Regions from separate parts of the Pan troglodytes genome. Here region 1 is linked to region 2. Evidence: chromatin contacts called from public Hi-C data. All regions are on one chromosome and are shown on one strand. Each heading gives the region's core, a stretch centred on a gene start, on an enhancer-like site or on the middle of the called end of the contact. The rest is flanking DNA. Distances are from core to core; before and after follow the strand shown.

Region 1 (2,733 bases), core at 82-2,581, 190 kb after region 2:
CCTCATCTCACATTATTAACACATAATTCAAGATTAAATGCATGGTTTTAAAAATGCAGTAAAAATGCATCAATTCCAAAGAAAAAGGGCCATGTCTGTCATGTTAATTGATGTTTTGCAAGGCTGCCTGGTAATGGTAAAGACTTCTAGTTTAGGACTCAGATTTGATTTTACTTCCCAGCTGGTCTCACATTAACTGGGTATTCTACTCTGTAAAATGGGGATAACACCTACCTCATAAGGTTGTGTTGAAGCCACAAGTTCATGCCGGTGCAGCTTTGCAAGGCTTAATACGTGCTGGCTAGCGCTGTTATTATCCGTCTCTCTTCACCTGGCACGCTCGGGGTACTCAGGAAATACTTGCCAAAAGTAATTAAAACAAACATTGCAGCCAGGTGTGGTGGGTCGCACCTGTAATCCCAGCACTATGCGAGGACAAGGCAGGTGGGTCACTTGAGGTCAGGAGTTCGAGACCAGCCTGGCCAACATGGTGAAACCTTGTCTCTATTAAAAATATATATATAAAAAAAGAAACATTAGCTGAGCGTGGTGGTATGCACCTGTAATACCAGCTACTGGAGAGGCTGGGACAAGAGAATGGATTGAACCAGGGAGGCGGAGGTTGCAGTGAGCCAAGATCGAGACACGGCACTGCAGCCTGAGTGACAAATCAAGACTCTGTCTCAAACAACAGCAACAAATAAACAAACAAAAAAATATATATATTGCTTCACTGATAGTGGATGGGCCATTGACTCTTAAGAGGTTCGTGAGACCCTGATCTATGGCAAGAAAGGTAAGAAAAAACCCAACTCAAACCAAACCAAATCACAGAGGCTTGAAAAGTCAGCTCTCCCAGTTACAGGCTATCCTAGGGCTCTTCTCTGGGCTCTAGTTTTCTCTGGCTTGTTTCTAACACCCTCAGGCGAGTGTGCTTTGAAAACTTGACAATCAGGTACAATATGGAAGGTGGGCCACCGGGTGCCTTCAGGGCAGAATCCAGGACCTGTAGTGGGTGGCCTCGTCTCCTGGGGCCTGCACCCTAGAGCCAGTGGCTTCCTGAGTGGGCCGTGCCCCGGGTCACTTCCCGGGGGCGGGTTAGCCTCACTGAGGCGGCCAGGATGCTCTTGGTCTCCTAGACAACAGTGTGTGACCGAGGAGATGCAGTAAACGAGTGGTGTCATCCTGCGAAACCAACCCACCCCCCCACCCCGCCCCCTCACAGCCGGGCCCCGGCCGCAGGAAGTGGAATTCTTCTGGGAAAGAGACTGACGTCGCCGGTGGCCGCGGTCCCTGCCCCTGCCCTGGCAGGCGCTGATGCAAGCGCCGGCTCGCGCCTGCAGGCAGGCGGTCCCCGGGGAGCTGGCGCAGCGCTCTCTCCGTCTTGCTCCCTTCCGGCCACCCCCGCCCGGCTTTCCCTGTGAGAAGTCAACAGCTCCTGGGTGGTTTCCCACCGAAAGGCCCAGCGGGGGGTGTGGGGGGAGGGGCTGAAGTGTCTTTGCCCAAACCCGTTCTTCTTTCTCCCCAGCTCCTCCCAGACTGGGTTTGGGAGAATCCCAGCATCTCAACCTGGCCACGTGTCTGGGTCAATCTGAAGGGCTCTCGGTGCCTCCAGCCCCTCCCTGGGACAGCCTGGGTGGCCTGAGATACCTGGTGCCAGCGCTGCCAAGGAAACCGTCCGGACCACTAGGGAACCTTGGGTCTGGATGGGGAGGCGGTGAAGAGCCTCTGGGGTGGAAGTGGTCCAGCCAAGGCTGGTCTCCATCGCCTTCTGCTGGCAAACGGAAGAGTTGCTCTGAAATCCCTCCTGGAACCTCCCAGAGGCTTGGGGAGGGGTGGGGGCGGGGCGCGCCCTGGAATGTTAGAGGCCGCCCTTTTCTTTTTTTTTTTTGAGACAGAGTCTCACTCTGTCGCCCAGGCTGGAGTGCAGTGGCGCGATCTCGGCTCACTGCAACCTCCACCTCCCGGGTTCAAGCAATTCTCCTGCCTCAGCCTCCTGAGTAGCTGGGACTACAGGCGCCCGCCACCACACCCTACTAATTTTTTTTTTTTTGTATTTTTAATAGAGACGGGGTTTCACCATGTTAGCGAGGATGGTCTTGATCTCCTGACCTCATGATCCGTCAGCCTCGGCCTCCCAAAGTGTTGGGATTGCAGGCGTGAGCCACCGCGCCCGGCCAGAGGCCACTCTTTTCATAAAGCAGACCGGGAAACTGAGGTTCAGAGAGGGCAGGGTACCTGTCCATAGTCCCTCAGCTATTCTAAGACCAAGTCACGACCGGAATTCGCACTGAAGCTCACTGTACAATTTCCATGCTTTGGTTTTGTTTTGTTTTTGAGATGGAGTTTCGCTCTTGTTGCCCAGTCTGGAGTGCAGTGGCCCAATCTCAGCTCACTGCAACCTCCGCTTCCAGGGTTCAAGCGGTTCTCCTGCCTCAGCCTCCCGAGTAGCTGGGGCTTCAGACGTGGGCCACCATGCCCGGCTAATTTTTGTATTTTTAGTAGAGACAGGGTTTCACCATGTTGGCCAGACTGGCCTTGAACTGACCTCAAGCGATCCGCCCGCCTTGGCCTCCCAAAGTACTGGGATTACAGGTGTGAACCACCGCACCCAGCAACAACCCCCATGCTTTTTAAAGCCGGAAGTCTTCACATAGTTGACGACTCCTCTCTGCGGCCTTGCGCTCCTGCGAGCCCTTTCTCCATCACTGCATCCCAGCAGCAGCTCCAAGT
Region 2 (2,700 bases), core at 95-2,594:
ATGTGTGGTGCTTGGGTGATGGATGCCCTAGATACCTTGACTCGATCACTAGGCACAACATACATGTAACACAATTTCATATATACCCCATACGTTTGTACAAATGAAAAAAATATAAGACATGTCTTCTGCTAATTATAGATTTCACTTCTATATGTTGGAATTCTGCCATGTTAACATAACTCTCGTATTTTCAGAGGTGTGTTTTTGAGTGAATTGCATATAAAGACGGCCTGATCAGATAGAACACTGTCCATCTACATTTCAGAAGGTCCCGATACCTTGGTCTACTCTGGCTACTTCTCTAGGACAGCATATTCGTTGACTAACGTGGACAGTGAAATATCGGGGGAGAACCTGCCCCCCCATGGTAGCTACGGTGTTCTGGAATGCACCAGCGCTGCCGTTTCTGGAGGAGCGGTCTGTGCTGGGCTCTGCTTTACCCCGGGAAGGGCAGATTGGATAGTAAGGAATAGGTCGTGTGTAATCAGTGTGCATGAAATAAACACTGTATGTGCGTGATCTCACTCAATCCTCATCACGGCATAGTCGGTGGCACTATTAACACTTTATAGATGGGAACCTAAAGCTCAGGAAGGTTGAGCAACTTTTGCAGGGTCGCGGCGCTGGGAGGTGCTAGAGCCAAGACTGAAATCCAGAGCTGCTGAACCAGAACCCACCCTCAGGTTGTCCTGACCCACATATCCACATGTGGTTACCTGTGTGCACATGCACACAGCCCTCCTGTCAGGCTGCAGCCATTGGCTGGCTGGCGGCATCTGGTTTGGACTGGCGCATCTTAGACTTGGACTGGCTTATCTCCCAGCCCCGACCCCGAGTGATACTGCATTAGCCTCCTTTAAAAGAGGCAAGATGCAGGAAAGGCCCCTTTGCGGGTAGAGAGGAGAGTGGGAAAGAGGATCTCCCGGGGATACTGACTGGCTCATGCATAAATCAGTAAGACAGGAGTTAGATGGGGTGTGACTTTCAGAGCTGCTGCCGCCAGCAACCACTGCTCAGACAACCACTTCAAAACCCTAGGGGTTGTTGAGATGGCAGGAGTTCAGGAAAGGGTATCAAGTGCAGCCCTTGCAAAGGATGTATCTGAAATATATGTTAATTTTGACCTGCTGAAATATGAGAAACTTCACTACCCTCACCTTAGCTTGAAACAGGGAATGACATGTCCTTTGGTGGCCAGATTTGAGAGGTGTCGAAGTAAAAGGAGAAGGACGATTCACTAGAACCACAGCCAGACTGGAGCGTCCACACCCAGGTGACTCATCTGAATGAGTTTAACTCCCTAATAATTACACATGAGAATGTCTGCTCCATCATCCTTTAAGCCTGGTGCTGAGTTTTTCTCACAGTGGGGGTAGACACCTCCCTACTTTCTCTCTTTGCCTCTCCTGCTCCCTCTTCCTTGCCCTCAACATTCCATTGGAGATTTTCCAGTTTGTTCCATTACGGGTTAGTTCACTTGACCTCTTCAGAAATTAGCTATACAGGATCCAGAAGCAAAGGAGCAATTTTCCAGATCAAAAGTAGGCTCAATGTGGCAGCAAGTGGGATGCTCTCAGAAGGTGGTGGGGTGCTTTTGCATAGGAGGGGAGAGTCCAGGAGCCCGCATTCCTGGAAAATGCTTTCCTGAGAGCTGCGGGTAATTTGCTTCAAAAAAAAGTAACACGCAAAAGAGCCTTTTTGCCTGCCAGCACCTCCTGGGTAACATTTCCAAGCAAATAAGTTCTATTAGCTAATTCAGTGCTACTAAACATCTATGAGGAAACATTATGAGAAGATTCAAAAGCAGTAGGACATCTGGCCCTTGTGTTTATCTGTATTTGATGACACAGGAAGCAAATACAGAAAGCAACGTGTTAACAAGGGCAAAAGATCAAAATGGAAACTTAATACCTGCGTGTCACTACCTTCTGTTTAAAAGGGGAACTGGCTGAAGTCTTACCTTGACCCAAGAGAGAGCCTGTGAAATCTGCAGACACTTTCTGAAGTTGGGGACAACAGCTTCCAGCCAGAGGCAATGCAAGGAACCAAGTGCAGGGGCTGGTGGGAGTACAGTTACCTGCAGATCATAATTAGATAAGAGTAAGGACCTAGGTGTGGGGGAAAAGATGGTGGCAGCAGTGACCGGAGCCAAGAAATGAGCATAAAAATTCACACAGCCATCATGGGGCGTCTCACTTTAAGGAAATCAGAAGTTGGAGTCCCTGCCAGACAGCACTTAGGTGCAGGAGAGAGGAAGGGCGAGTCCAACAGGGCGTGCACTTAACCCTGGTCTGACCTTTCTGCCTGCCTGTGCACCTCCTCTGTGCATGAAGCAGGCAGCTCCTGGCTGTTGATAAAGTGCCGTGGACACCTTCTGCTTCGTGCAGATGCACGATGATGGGTTTGGGCTTTTATTCTGAATTCCAGTGAGGATGCTGGCAGGAAAGGAGTGCCTAGGTATGTTCCTAGAATATTGATATTTCAGCATTGATAGTGCTGAGCAGCAGCTTTCCTTGTGGCCTAACCTGGGAGGCCACGAGCATTGGTTAAAATGTCACCTGGGCTCTGACAAGCCCTTAACCATGGGTGAGGATACAGCCTGTGCTGCCTGCCAAATACGATTCCCAGAATGCCCCTTGAAGTTAGCTGGCACCACGGCAGAGTCAAGAATATCGGAGCAGGGAGGAGTGAAGAGGG

Evidence for each region. A called contact is a pair of places that touch in the nucleus more often than the background predicts.
Region 1: a Hi-C map of stem cell-derived neural progenitor cells shows a contact between it and region 2, with 2.1 times the contacts expected there. The contact joins two enhancer-like sites. A contact is called at or near these places in 2 of 7 Hi-C or Micro-C datasets (blood and stem cell-derived neural progenitor cells).

What each region holds. Positions count from the first base shown.
Region 1 is chr2:9,062,395-9,065,127 of NHGRI_mPanTro3-v2.0_pri, forward strand. No RefSeq gene overlaps it. Among named protein-coding and RNA genes, the nearest start is that of BHLHE40, 47 kb to the left of the region's middle. Within about 2 kb of position 1,332, at least 18 of the 24 cell types and tissues checked have an H3K27ac peak or open chromatin away from gene starts, as enhancers often do. A contact at or near this core is called in stem cell-derived neural progenitor cells, where this site is marked.
Region 2 is chr2:8,867,462-8,870,161 of NHGRI_mPanTro3-v2.0_pri, forward strand. All of the region lies in intron 60 of ITPR1 (inositol 1,4,5-trisphosphate receptor type 1), which reads left to right. Among named protein-coding and RNA genes, the nearest start is that of BHLHE40, 150 kb to the right of the region's middle. Within about 2 kb of position 1,345, at least 2 of the 24 cell types and tissues checked have an H3K27ac peak or open chromatin away from gene starts, as enhancers often do. A contact at or near this core is called in stem cell-derived neural progenitor cells, where this site is marked.